4 separate regions of the Mus musculus genome follow, and regions 1, 3 and 4 are each linked to region 2. A link is a contact called in public HiCAR-type and promoter capture Hi-C data. All regions are on one chromosome and are shown on one strand. Each heading gives the region's core, a stretch centred on a gene start, on an enhancer-like site or on the middle of the called end of the contact. The rest is flanking DNA. Distances are from core to core; before and after follow the strand shown. Region 1 holds the start of Med13 (mediator complex subunit 13). Region 2 holds the start of Tada2a (transcriptional adaptor 2A). Region 3 holds the start of Brip1 (BRCA1 interacting protein C-terminal helicase 1). Region 4 holds the start of Ska2 (spindle and kinetochore associated complex subunit 2).

The links. Promoter capture Hi-C pulls out the DNA fragments that hold promoters and counts their contacts. HiCAR-type assays count read pairs that join an accessible place to other places.
Region 1: a HiCAR-type map of astrocytes shows a contact between it and region 2, with 4 times the contacts expected there. The contact joins the promoter of Med13 here to the promoter of Tada2a in region 2. A contact is called at or near these places in 1 of 39 promoter capture datasets (hippocampal neurons) and 1 of 115 datasets of contacts at active chromatin or transcription factors (astrocytes).
Region 3: a promoter capture Hi-C map of hippocampal neurons shows a contact between it and region 2, with 2.8 times the contacts expected there. The contact joins the promoter of Brip1 here to the promoter of Tada2a in region 2.
Region 4: a promoter capture Hi-C map of liver shows a contact between it and region 2, with 4 times the contacts expected there. The contact joins the promoter of Ska2 here to the promoter of Tada2a in region 2.

The regions. Positions count from the first base shown.
Region 1 is chr11:86,356,169-86,359,373 of GRCm38.p6, forward strand. It overlaps Med13 (mediator complex subunit 13), which reads right to left and starts at 1,428. Exons shown (of 30, transcript NM_001080931.2): 1 at 1,292-1,428. The coding sequence starts at 1,357.
Region 2 is chr11:84,127,945-84,131,054 of GRCm38.p6, forward strand. It overlaps Tada2a (transcriptional adaptor 2A), which reads right to left and starts at 1,624. Exons shown (of 16, transcript NM_172562.3): 1 at 1,593-1,624. It also overlaps a transcript of Acaca not described here.
Region 3 is chr11:86,199,585-86,202,779 of GRCm38.p6, forward strand. Brip1 (BRCA1 interacting protein C-terminal helicase 1) reads right to left here and starts at 1,609. Exons shown (of 20, transcript NM_178309.2): 1 at 1,525-1,609. Brip1os (BRCA1 interacting protein C-terminal helicase 1, opposite strand) reads left to right here and starts at 1,776. Exons shown (of 7, transcript NR_130959.1): 1 at 1,776-1,968.
Region 4 is chr11:87,107,408-87,110,729 of GRCm38.p6, forward strand. It overlaps Ska2 (spindle and kinetochore associated complex subunit 2), which reads left to right and starts at 1,854. Exons shown (of 4, transcript NM_025377.3): 1 at 1,854-1,897. The coding sequence starts at 1,865. It overlaps Prr11 (proline rich 11), which reads right to left and starts at 1,307. Exons shown (of 10, transcript NM_175563.5): 1 at 1,234-1,307.

The sequences.
Region 1 (3,205 bases), core at 178-2,677, 2.2 Mb after region 2:
AATAGATCCAGTTGGGGAAGACAGAAACGTTAAACCTGCTGTACATCTTACTACATGTGACGAGATGCTGATTAATGGACATGTCAAGAAAACCAGTCTAATCTGTAAGACGTAAGTGTGCTGAAGATCCCCATTTACCACATCGTGAAAGAGATTCAACAAAGGAAATTCAGTAATTCCTTATTCTAACTTAGTGACAGAAAGCATAAGGTGCCAAAAATGAAACTGCTGATACATGACTGGCAGTTTATGCTTGCCAACTAGTTATGCTCCACCCACTTAATTCACTTACCTATGATAGACTTAATATTTCTCAGAGCACACGAAAAATGAAAAAAGTCACTCTAACTTAGTCATTCAGGAAGCTCGGCTATCGTTTAATTCAGGACTAGATATTTGCAACAGTTGGTACTTTTGACAAAAGTCTTAACTCTTGAGTGTTATCCGATTTGGGCCGACCTACATACACGTACTAGAACATCCCTAATTCCAGCTGCCCCAGACTTTTCAGTTCAATAAAAGGAACAGCCAGCTCAAAACATTCTTAAAACGTAAGCAAAACAGACAAATATAGAACGTTTAGTGCGAAACCACAGTACCTCCTCCACTTGCCCCTCCACTCTCACAAAAACATAATGTTCTAATAAAAGCAAGATGGCTAGAAATTGTCAAAATGGCAAAATGTTTTCAAAGTTTAAAAAGAAAACATATGAACCGGCACACACTGTTTTTACACAAAGATCTGAAGTCACCCATAAGGACACTACCCCTGTATTAGTTTAACTTACAAAACGAAGAGGGTTTTAATACGTAAGTTTTTGGGGGGGTCCTGTTTAAGAGAAGCCCACTTACAAGGGAAAAGCGAGCTTAAAGGCAGTCGAGCAGGGGCAATCGTGGAAAGTGTGGAAAAGGGATACACTGTTCGATACAAGGGGCGGGGGGCGGGGAGGCGGGGAAGCAAGAAGCACACAAGAAAATATTACTATCCGGGCAGATAAGCAGCCCAAGTTAAGGAAAAGACTAGGATGGGGAAAAGAGTCCAAAACAAGACAGGAGGAGGAGAAAGACCGAGGGGGTGGGGGGAAAGACAAGCCTCTTCCCAGCAGAGCCCCGGTCGGTAGGTGAGCGGACGCTGCCTCCCGGGGCGGCCGCAGAGCCTCGGAGGAGGCCGACTCCGGCGGGGCCTAGCCGGGGGACACCGGCATCTGGATGCGACCCAGACCCCCTCCCCCACGGCCCAAGGGCGCACGGCGCGGCCCCCTCCCCCACCGCCCGCGGCCCCCGCACTCACCAGGCAGAAGAGGTTACAGTGACAATCTTCCAGGCTGGCCCCGTTCGACACGAAGGAGGAACTCATCGTCCCTCACAGCAGCCGCCGCCGGCGCCACAACCCACCATCCGCCATTACCGCCGCCTCCGACCAGAGAGAGAAACACAGACACCGGGGAGGGCGGGGGGCGGTGGGGAGGAGGCCGCCGGGCCGCCCGCCCTCCCCGCCGCCCCCCGGCGCCGCCGCGGCCCCCGCCGCCCGGAGGCACCCAGCCGCCCGGGGCCGAGGCCGCAGGCGGGAGGGCCGCGCCGCGCTCGGCCGGCCGCCGGGACTGCGGAGCCCGCGGACGCGCGTCCCTCTCCGGAGAGGAGGGGAAGGGATGTCTGTCCCTTCCACCAGAAAAATAAAAAAAGATTTAAAAGAAGAAAAGAGAAAAAAAAACGAAAAACAAAAAAATAATAATAACAATCAGGTACACGATAAATAGTCAGAGCCCGAGTCCGAGCGGGCCGAGCCCAGAAGCCCGGGAGGGTTCTCCGCGGCCCGGGGACGCCCGCGGAGGGGCGGGAAGGGCGAGGACCGGCAGAGCACCCCGGGCCCCCGGCCCGGCAGCGGCGATGTCCTTAAGCCCAGAGTCTCCTCAGCGGCGGAGGTGGTGGCGGCGTCTGTGGGCTCAGTCCATTCTCCGGCTGTGTCCTCGTGTTGTCCCTGGGCCAAGCCTGCCTAACGTCTGCTCTCCTGCCGCCTCACCGCCTGGACGCCGTAGTCTCCCCCATTTTGTGGGCCCAGCGGGCGGTGTTTTTCCCCCTTTAATCCGAATTCACGGGTTTTCCCTTCGCTTTAATGGCGGCCACAGGGACCAGCTCGCCCTCTCTGCTCGCCCATTGGCCGCCGCGAGGTCACGTGGGCCGGGCTCCGTAGGGAGGGGGGAGAGAGAAGGCGGTGAGGGAGGGCAGGGAAGCTTTCGGAGCCCCGGGGACCGGGCGGCCAGCTGGTGGCTACTAACATGGCGCCATCTGCTGGATGCCCCGGTTAAGATGACCCGAGTCTTGGCCCTAGCTTTCTGCTGGCTGGGGAAAGTGCAGCAGCGCAGGAAGGTTCACTTCAAAATCGAGAATTACTTGGAAATCAGTTCAAATTCTTTGGAAGAGAAAGTTGGCAAAAAAAAAAAAAAAAGAGAGAGAGAGAGAGAAAAAGAAAAAAGAAAAGAAAAAGAAAGACGTTCCAATGCATTCTCATTCACTCCATAAGGCCGCCGGGGTACATCGCAGAACTCTAGGGCTAAAGAATGAGAGCTGGATAGACACCAGCCTCGCCCTCTCTTTTTAAGTTATAATAAAGAGGTAAAAAAAATGAAACGATATGGTCTTGTGGTTAATGAACTAGAAATAAAGTCCTGCTGTTCAGGATTCGAAGCTGGAGCCAGTCTTTTACCTCTTTGTGACTCAGTTTCCTCATCTGTAAAATGAGGAAAACAAATGTTATGTTTGTTATATGATGCATGAATACAACCTGAGCACTAGCCTCGTGCCTGCGCCCGATAAGCAGTGTAAGGCATGCATTACTATACTTCCATCCTTCCTTTCTGTGGTTACTTTGAGAAACACGTGAACTCTGAGAGTGAGAATCAGGAGAACTGACCCTTTGTTGCTATAGCTGTCCAGTGCCTTAAAATGTTCTAGCACACAGTAGGTACTTGATATTTGAAAACTTAGAAATGAATAAGAAAAACCATGTATGATGTTAAATCCCTTCCCAAACAATTATTCTGGGCTGGATTACTCTTCAGTGAAGAGTTCAAAACATTTTCCATGCAAACTTTAAAAGGATTCTAGGAGGAGACGAGGGAGGAATCGGGAAAGATTAAGAGATAATGATACCAGGAGTAAAGACACAAGCTTTTAATCCCAGCTCTGGAGAGGCAGGGGGAATCTC
Region 2 (3,110 bases), core at 374-2,873:
GGTGCATCTGAAGACAGCTACAGTGTACTCACATATAATAAAATAAAATAAATAAATCTTAAAAAAAAAAGAAACCCTGTCTCAGGGGGTGGGGGACAAACAAACAAACAAAACAAAAGGCTAATTCACCTTCATTTCTCCTGAAATAGATTTTTCTTTTTTTTTTTCCTTAAGATTTATTTATTTATTATCTGTAAGTACACTGTAGCTGCCTTCAGACACTCCAGAAGAGGGCGCTTGCTACGGATGGTCGTGAGCCACCACGTGGTTGCTGGGAATTGAACTCAGGACCTTCTGAAGAGCAGTCAGTGGTCTTAACCTCTGAGCCATCTCTCCAGCCCCCCCCCCTTTTGTTTTTAAAGATTTATTTATTTTATTTATATGAGTACATTGTAGCTGTCCTTAGACCCACCAGAAGGCATCAGATCCCATTACAGATGGCTGTGAGCCACCGTGTGGTTGCTGGGATTTGAACTCGGAACCTCTGGAAGCGCAGCCAGTGCTCTTAACCGCTGAGCCATCTCTCCAACCAAAATAGGTTTTTCACGTTGACATTTTTAGCTTGGGGACTGACATACAAAGTATATGCAATGCTTAGATAAGAAGGCTGAGGGTCAAACTTTAGGCTATTTTGGGTAGGGGTGAGTTTTTACTCTATTTCCAAGAAAAATGATCTTTGAAGAACGTTGTGGCTCAGTAGTTCAGTTGTAGGGTGTTTTAGCAAGGATGCTTTATATTCACACTCCAGCATCCATTGAGCAAACAAACCCAGTACTCCAGAGGTACAGACAGTACGATCAGTTCATGGAAACTCTTGGCTACATTAAGTTCAAGGTTAGCCCAAGATACATGAGGCTGACTAAAAAAAAAAATTAATTAAAAAAAAAATTAACAAAGGCATATGTCAGGTACTAAATGTAATCTTAGTACGGGGACTATATCTTGGAATCCTAACAATCTCCTGACATAGGCTGTTTTCCCCAAGAAAATGAAGCGCTAAAGATTGGGGTATTTGCACAATGTTTTTACAGCCTGGTGAACAGCAGGGCTCTATCAAGACCTTTACAGTGGCAAAGATTCTACAGTACGTTCTGACAAACACTTCACATTGCAAAGCACAATGCTGCAGAAAGCAAAATCCTCCTTCCTCTCCTTCCTTAGAAGACCACGCAGTGACACTAACATCCTTGAGAGATGGGCTACATTTAAATTAATTACAAGAGGGATCAGGGAAGGCATGGAGGGGCAGGATCCCATGAGCACAGGGGAGCCGCGGGCTTGGCAGTTGTGCAGTTAACATCCTTAGAGCTGCACGGTCTTGGGCAGGTCACTGTAGCCGGGCCTCGACCGCAAAACAGTGCTAAACACTGGGGCGCGGAGACCCACGTGGGGGTTCGGCGGGTCAGGTGGGCCGGGGCCGTGCTCCACCGCCCAGCCGGGAATACGGAGCTGCGGCACCGCCAGCCGCCGGGGGGAGGGGCTCGGGACTCGCCCGGCCGCGCCAACCTCCCCCGCCGCGTGGCCCCGCCGCGCCAGCCGGCACCTCGTGACCCCGCGTGCCCTCGCTCCCGCCGCTCGGCCCCGCGCCTCACCTCGCCACGTCCCGCACCTCGGCGCCGAAGAGCCCGCCGCTGCGCGCGCTGTGCAGACTCTGCGTGCGCGCCGCGGCCTGCGTGCGCGGCCTCGACTCACGTGCGCGGTCCCGTGCCGCGAGCACGCCGAGGCGGTCCCGCCTCCTCCAGTCTGGCAGCGGGCGGGTCCCGGTGGCGCCGCCCCGGGATGGGGAGCGTGGTACCTGGCTGCTAGTCGGTGGGCTCTGAAGTCTGACCTGCTGTCACTTTCTCCGTCGCCACAAGCGGCCCGGTGGCATGTGCTAAGGCGGCTTCCGCTGTTTCAGTCTAGATTTTTTTCTTAACAGTCCCATTCCAATTCTTTTGCAAGCAAAGAAACTGAGGCTGCCCAGGCTCTGGACTGGAGGATGACGAGCCCCGGGCGCATCATGCCACTCATGGATTACCCGGACTGAATGACTTGAGGGGTGAAGAGGGTCCTTTTTATTCTGATGCTTCTGGGACGTCGAAATTGCCTTCTCTGGAAAGACCCATCCCCTGCCTGGGCTTCAGAGGCCCACATGGAAACGCAGTGATGATGTGGTGGTCCACTCTGATGTCACTCTTGAGGGCTAGGTATGTCCCAACATCTCTTATTACTAATAGTATAGATTCTTATAAGAGCTTCCATTTGTGGAGTCCTTCAATACTGCATGCCAGGCATTGTACAAAGCGGGTTACACATAAGGGTTCGTCTAAAACAACTTTCTGAGGGAGGCACTGTTACTGTCCTCATGGTCCAGCATTGAAATATATAACTTAGGATCACAGTGCTACCAAGTGTTGGGGAAGAGCTCTATTCCAACCCATGGCTTGATCTTAACTATTATGCTGTATATCTATTTAAAAATCTGTTTCATAGATTTGCCCAATTTCTGTTGGAATTCATTTATACGATATCTGCCCGTGTGGCATCTTGATTTGTTTTTTGGTACACAGGTAATATAAGTCTATTGTTAAAATAAAAATAAAATCTGCAGCTGGGTGCAATTAGTGGCTCACATCTGTGATCTCAACACTTGGAGAGTGCAGGACAATTGCTTTGAGATTGAGATCAATCTGGGCTACAGAGTAAGAGATCTGTCTCAAAAAAAAAAAGAGTAGTAAAGAAAAAACATTAAAAATTCACATGTGAAAGTCATCCCCACCACGTTAAATAAACAGTTGATGCTATAGAGTACTTCACATTTACTGACTCTCCAAATCCATTCATTTCACAAAAGCACAACGAACAGCCACTTCCCTGGGTGCTGAGAATTTGGTAGTGAGCGAAGTATATGCTCTTGCACATAAGGTTTGTGTATTTTATATATAAGCAATAAAATATAAGTATGTTGCATATTAATATATAAGTAACAAATATTTTTAAATGCCTCATAATGTGGTTTTATGGGAAATAAATCAGGATCCAGATATAACAGTGATAGATTTTCTTTTAGTCAGGATAGGGAAGAAAGGCTTCCTAGCAGACATAACACACAAGAGGAAATCCAATTATTG
Region 3 (3,195 bases), core at 359-2,858, 2.1 Mb after region 2:
TTCTGAAGCAGCTCTGCTATTCCATAGCCTCACTGTTTCCTCTTATTCTGTACATTCCTGTTTGCCCTTTTCACACTCTCCCAGTTAGAAGGAAAAGGCAGATGAATGGGCAGGAAGCACAGGTTGTATCTATGACTTAACATTTTTCACCTGTAAGTCTAAAATTCTTTTCTGCAATAATATCTAACTTTAAAAATTGTTGTAAGGGAGAAAGTATCTTTCCACAGAAATTCACTTAATTTTTTTTAAATCATCTTTTAGTTTACTGGGGGAGGAGAACCCGCATGGCATGACACGTGTGTGGAAGTGAGAAGACAGTGTTCTGGAGACAGAATAGGTTCCCTCCTCTCACCATGTGGGTCTCAGGAATTAAACACTGCTAGCTCGGTTGAGTCCTTTACCTGCTGAGTCAGCTCAGTAATTCTGAAATCAGGAGATTATAATTGAAACAAAATAGATTTAAATCCCACTGTTTGCATCACCTAACCTCCCAGACACTTTTATTGACTGAAGAATTTCGACAGTGGTGAGAAAATCTGGTAAACTCAGTCTGTGAATGGAGATGGTTAAGACAGAAGGTACAACAGGTCATGAAGTCAATAACTTTAACCACAGCTTCTGTGCTCCAAAAAACCCACCACTCTTAAGTTATTTTTCATTTCTAAATATTGTTCTGTCAGACAAGACCTGCATAAAATCAAGCCAAGGAGACCTGTCAACATCCCATCAGGCAGTACTAATTGGACTCATTGGGTGGGAGGGGCGTGTGAAGGGGTCCCGAAGCAGTGTGAAGGATGTACTGGGGATAGGTCAAGATACTTTGTATATATGCATAAACTATCAAAGAATAAATAAAAGATATTGTTAGAAAAAGTATCCAATCACTGATTTTTATCTGTAAACCTCTGAGGTTTAATGGACTCTAACAGCTTATTCTGAAGCAAAAACTCAATATTGTGTTACTAAAATTAATCGAGATGGCAATCTATGCCTGAAGCTGTGGCAACATTCCTCTCAAAACTCATCAGACAATCACACTTCCGGATGTGGTGGCGCAATTCTTCTGGCCCCCAACAATCTCTGGTGGATCTCTGTACGATCGATCGAGGGCAGCCAGGTCTGCACTCCGAGTTCCAGCCCAGCCAGAGCTGGAGGGTGAGACCCTGTCTCTTTAAGAGAAGGGGGGGGGGGGGGCGGGTTAACAAATCTGTAGCCCTTCCAGAAGTACCGCGGAAGCTGGGGCTACCTCCAGCCTGCGTTCACAGAATGTAAGGACAGGCTCCCTGGCCCTCAGCTTTCCTTCCCCAAGCTCCTAGTTCTCACATGTCCACGGGGAGCCACACCATAGAGCCCGAGAGCCCGCCGGCGCCAGCCTGCAGGAGCCCGTCCCCTCCCCGCGCCCTCCTTTCCATTTGCCCACGGCTGGCTCCCGCTCCCAGAGAAAAGGAACGGCTGACGTTTGACAGAAGGCAACGCGGAGCCGACCTACAAGGAAAGCTCGCGAGTACGAAAGTCCTCCCTCACCGGCTGTTCCGACGCTGCCAGGTACCAAGGTACAGCCACTCCTCCCTCTCCAGGCTGCACTCCGCAGCGCCACACAGATGAATTCGCGCCTCCCGCCCCTCGGTTCCCAGTCAGCCAATCACACAGCCAGACCGGAAAAGGAAACAGCCAATCATCGTACGAGGCCAACGCTATACCGCCCAATGGGAGCCCGCGAAGTAAAATCAACCCTCGAGTACTTGGCGGGACCGGAAGACGAGCACCGCCCCTCCCCCAAACCCCACCCCGCGAAAAAGACTGGGACAAGTTCCGCACATTTGCTTGAAGGAAAAAAAAAAATTCTTGTACTGTGAGACTTTAAGAAGCACAAAATGGGCGTTAGACGGGTCTTACATTTGGTGCATTGACCGGGAATCGTCCTGCTGGCGGGTCCAGTGACAGGAGACCGGAGGATTGTTCGAGCAGGTACCGCGGCTGTGTCTCTTTGTGTCCGCCCTTGGCGTGCGTCTATTCCGCGCGTCTATTCCGTCTGTTCCCTCTATTTTGAGTCGGCTGCAAGTCAGTTTGGTTTCGGTTTGCAAAGGAGTTGTCTGCCGGGGGTTGCCAGAAGCGACCTTAACGCTGCGGTAACGAAGAGTCCTGGAGGACGCTCCAGACTCTCAGAGTGGGAAGTCGGATCCGATCCGCGAGATCCGGGAGGGCTCGACTTCATCTGGGGGTCAGTGGCAAAGAGACCACTACCAAGTTATTCAGTGTATCTTCTGTGGCGCTCGTGGCAGGGGCGCGTTGGTATTTTACTTTCTGTTTTTCTTTTTGTGTGTGGACTGGGACTGACGTTATTTTTGGACAGAATGGGACACTGACCTTCCACCCCTCCGAGTTTTACTCTAGAACATTGGAGGGAGGTTAAGACTAGAGCTCACAATCTCTCAGTAAATGTGAAGAAAAATAAATGGTTTACTTTTTGCTCGTCAGAGTGGCCCACCTTTCAGATTGGATGGCCTCCTGAGGGTTCTTTCTCACTGCCTCTTATATTGTCCGTCAAGAGGTGCATTTTTGGTGCTGGCTCGAAGAGCCACCCTAATCAGGTCCCATATATCATAGTGTGGGAAGATTTAGTCACCGATCCCCCTCCTTGTGTTCGCCCGGTTCCTCTTCAGGACCAATGGCTGTGCCAATCTTCGCCCTTCAGGATAGGCCCAAGAAAGATGTTCTCCCCACCACGGATACTGATCTTCTTCTTTATCTCCCTCCCCTTTATCCTCTCTCTCTCTCTCTCTCTCTCTCTCTCTCTCTCTCTCTCTCTCTCTCTCTCTCCTCATGCAGCTCAAGCTGCAGGGCCTTTGGCCCCGCCCATTCCGCCTGGAGAATCAGGGGGACTCGCCATCCTCCTCCCTCCCCAGGTCAGAGGGACCTGCTCAGGAGACTCAGAGACAGTGGAGGCAACTCCTGAGGGTGCCCATATTCTGCCCCTCCCGGCCTATGGTCCCCGGATGAACAAGGTCATCAGCCTTTCAGTATTGGCCGTTTTCCTCCAATGACTTATATAACTGGAAAACTCATAACCCCTCATTTTCTGAGAATCCACAAGGTCTAATTAACTTAATTGAATCACTTCTCCCATCAGCCCACATGGGAAGATAGTCAGCAACTGCTTCAGGTTCTCTTTACCACAGAGGAAAAGCAGCGAAT
Region 4 (3,322 bases), core at 604-3,103, 3.0 Mb after region 2:
AGTAACTTTAACAGGCTTTATACAATTACCCAAAATGAAAGGTTTGTTTTAAGACAGGTACTTTGAAGCCAGGCAGTGATGGTACACGCCTTTAATCCCAGCACTTGGGAGGCAGAGGGAGGCGGATTTCTGAGTTCATGGGCAGCCTGGTCTACAGAGGGAGTTCCAGGACAATTGGGGCTATACAGAGAAACCCTGTCTCGAAAAACCAAAACCAACCAGCCAACCAACCAACCAAACAAACAAAAAAGACAGGTATTTTGAAACACTTAATAGTACTTAAAATATTTCTGTTTTATATTTAAATATACATCCTTATCTGAAAAAATAAAATTTAAAAAAGTCTGGGTTAGTTGTTGATACACAAGCTCCTGTCTCAGAACAATATAATTAGTCTTCTTCATGAGTTGACACTGCTGGTTCTTTAAGAACTCCATCAGTTATATGGAAAGGTCTTTGGCCAGGGGCACTTCTAAAACTGTAGCAGCAGCATAAGTGACAGATTTACTTCATCATCACTATTCTAAAACACATGTTTTACATCCCCCTCTAGTCAATTTAATTTCCATCATCAGTTTAGTTGGTTTGCCTTGAATGCTGAAGCATGATCTCTGCCATTGTCCTATAGTCAATTTTGTTTTAAGTCGTGAAGCATTGCTATCCCCAACCCCACCCGGTTCTTCCCTGTGTCTTTCTCAGAGTGACCACAGGTCCTTAGTCTTACCCAGCACACTACTAGACACACAGTAAAAGGGGTATACTTTTAAAGTAGATGTCAGAAGTCATTTTGCATCATGGAACACTGTAAAATTACCTGACATAAAATACTTCTCCATAAACGTAAATGCGCTGAAGAATGGCTGGGGAGAGCATCTGGTTAAATAAACATTGTGATAGGAAATTTGGGTAGATTCCTATAATTTGCATTTTTCGCTAGCGCCCAGAGAAGCCAATTACCGCCAGTCGGTGGGCCCCCTTTGAGAAGCAAAAAGTTACGACAAAGACTGAGCAAAAAGGCAATCACTTCAAACTATATATTGCAGTGTTAAATAAAAAATGTGTCTCAGATGTTGCCAGCGGAGCTCTTCTCCTGCCCGAAACCTTTCCTTTTCTGCTCCATCTCCCTTCCCTGTCCAGCTCAAGACCCCACCTCCATAAGAACCCAGTCATCAACAGTTCGAGTAACGGAAGACGGGACCAGGTAACAAAGAGAAAAAACGTCGTTGCACTTACTAGTCTAAGAGCCTGGGGATTAGACGAAGTTCGGGCCTAAGCCTCTTCCACACCATAAAGAAAATTTCAAAATTAAATCTTTGCCGACGAGCGACCAATCGTAGACGTGGTCTCTACAGGGTTCGTTGTCTTGAAAGGATCAAAGCACAGCTTGGACTACGATTGGCCAAAAGAGCATCACATCCTGGCCAATCGGAACTGAGGCGCTTCTTGTATGAATAAGGAAAGGCGGGCGAGAAGGGGCGGGGAAGCCGGAGAGAAAAGGAGGTGTGTCACGTCGCCTAGGCCCGCAGTGGAAGCTTTTATGTCATTGGCTGCTGCTGCTTCCGAGTACACCAATCGCAAACTCTTTTCCAAGTATGAACTTGAAAGTAGGGACCATAAGGCAGCCAATGGAAAAATTCATATATTCAGCAGCCAATCCCCCTGCGGCGTTTTGTGTCTTTGTCCAACAGGAAAGTGCGTTTTATAACGAGGGGCGTTACCCAGGCGCCAATGGGCGGGCGCCGATGGAACGTACTAGCCAATGAGCGCAAGACGTTGAGTGACAGCTGTCCAATGGAGGGCCTCAGTGCTAGCACGGCTTACAGCTTAAGCGCCTCAGCGGTCTGAGGAATGTCAACTATTCAATATGGAGGCGGAGGTCGATAAGCTGGAACTGATGGTGAGTGGAGAGTGAAGGAAACCTACTGGGTAATTAATGTGCTCCACCGATGGCCTAGAAGGTGAAGCGCATTTTAGAGTCTCCTGAAACTGGGTTGTGGAAGCTGGAACCTGAATTGAGTTCCTTCTTTCTGCACCTACGGGAGCTACCGCCGCCTTGGTCTCTTAACCGCCGCGGGGGAAGGGGTTACATCCGGGGAACTCGTGAGGGAAATGGCGGGAGATGTTGAGGGTGTGGGGCCTTTGTAATTCCCTGGTCCTGGTTTTCTCCTTCATCGGCTCCAGGAGCCGCGCCCGGCACAGATACCGCCTCACGAATTTCTACCTTCCTTGCCCAAGCGTGACTGGAACGGTCTTTAATAGCTCGGAGGAGGAGAGAGGTCGTTTACGTCTCCCGAAAAGGGGGATGGAGGATGAGGTGGGGCAGAAGTCTAGGGGCGCGGAGAAATTCAAGTCCACCATGCACCTACTCGCAGGCGAGCTGGGACAGTCTGAAAGAAGATGCTAGACTTGCACGAGAAACTTGCCCGCGGTTCCGCAGACTGGGCTCTTTGCGGCTTGGGAGAGGAGCCGCCGCGGGGACCGAGCCTGGAGCTCCTTCCCGGGGCGCGAGCGGCGTTGCCCCAGGCCCGGCTTTCTGCTTCCTAGATGCTCAATTCCTTTCCTCTGTGCAAGGAGAACCCTGGACGAAGGCCCTCAGCGGCTGCGGGCAAGGCTGGAGTGCACTGAGCGTCCAGCCGAGTGGCCTTGTCATTCTCCATCAGTGTTCTCTTTATTCCCGCCCTCCCATCCTTCCACTGCCCGCTAGATCGCCGCGCCTTTTTTCTTAGTTTTCTTGTTCTGTCTTCAGACTTCTTTTTGCATGATCACTTTTCTTCCAGATTGATCATCGGACCACCAGCCCCCTTTTAAAAAAATACCAAGATTAATATTAAAAAGTAAAACACTCCATCTGCAGTCTGCCCTTTTTCCCTCTGCGTAGGTATCCGTTGTGTCTGAGCCACTCTCTCCAAGGAAAATCTTGAGTTTGTAACTTCTGCTTTGGAATAGACTTTGGGGTGATCCTGGAAGATAGCGAGTACCACCCCGACTTCCCCATTCCCACACCAGAAGGTGTGAGGCCTCAGTTTCTTTTCTCTTGGGTTAATTAATTCAGGTGTTTCAAACACATTTTATTAGAAAGATTTCCAGTCTTGTTTAACATTGTATTTTAAAACTTTCTTTGTGGAGGGAGTGTGGGGATGGGGGCGGGGGTGGGGGGAGAGAAGAGGAGAAGAATTTTCTGCTGCTTTCCAAATCTTGAAAAAATGAATATTTGACTTAAGAATTTTTCGTGTGTGGGTGTGTGATTACCATCTTAAAATACGCACAAAATGTTAAATATTGTGGTTAGAGTCTATCAAACAACCTGCATGTAAATTCTCTT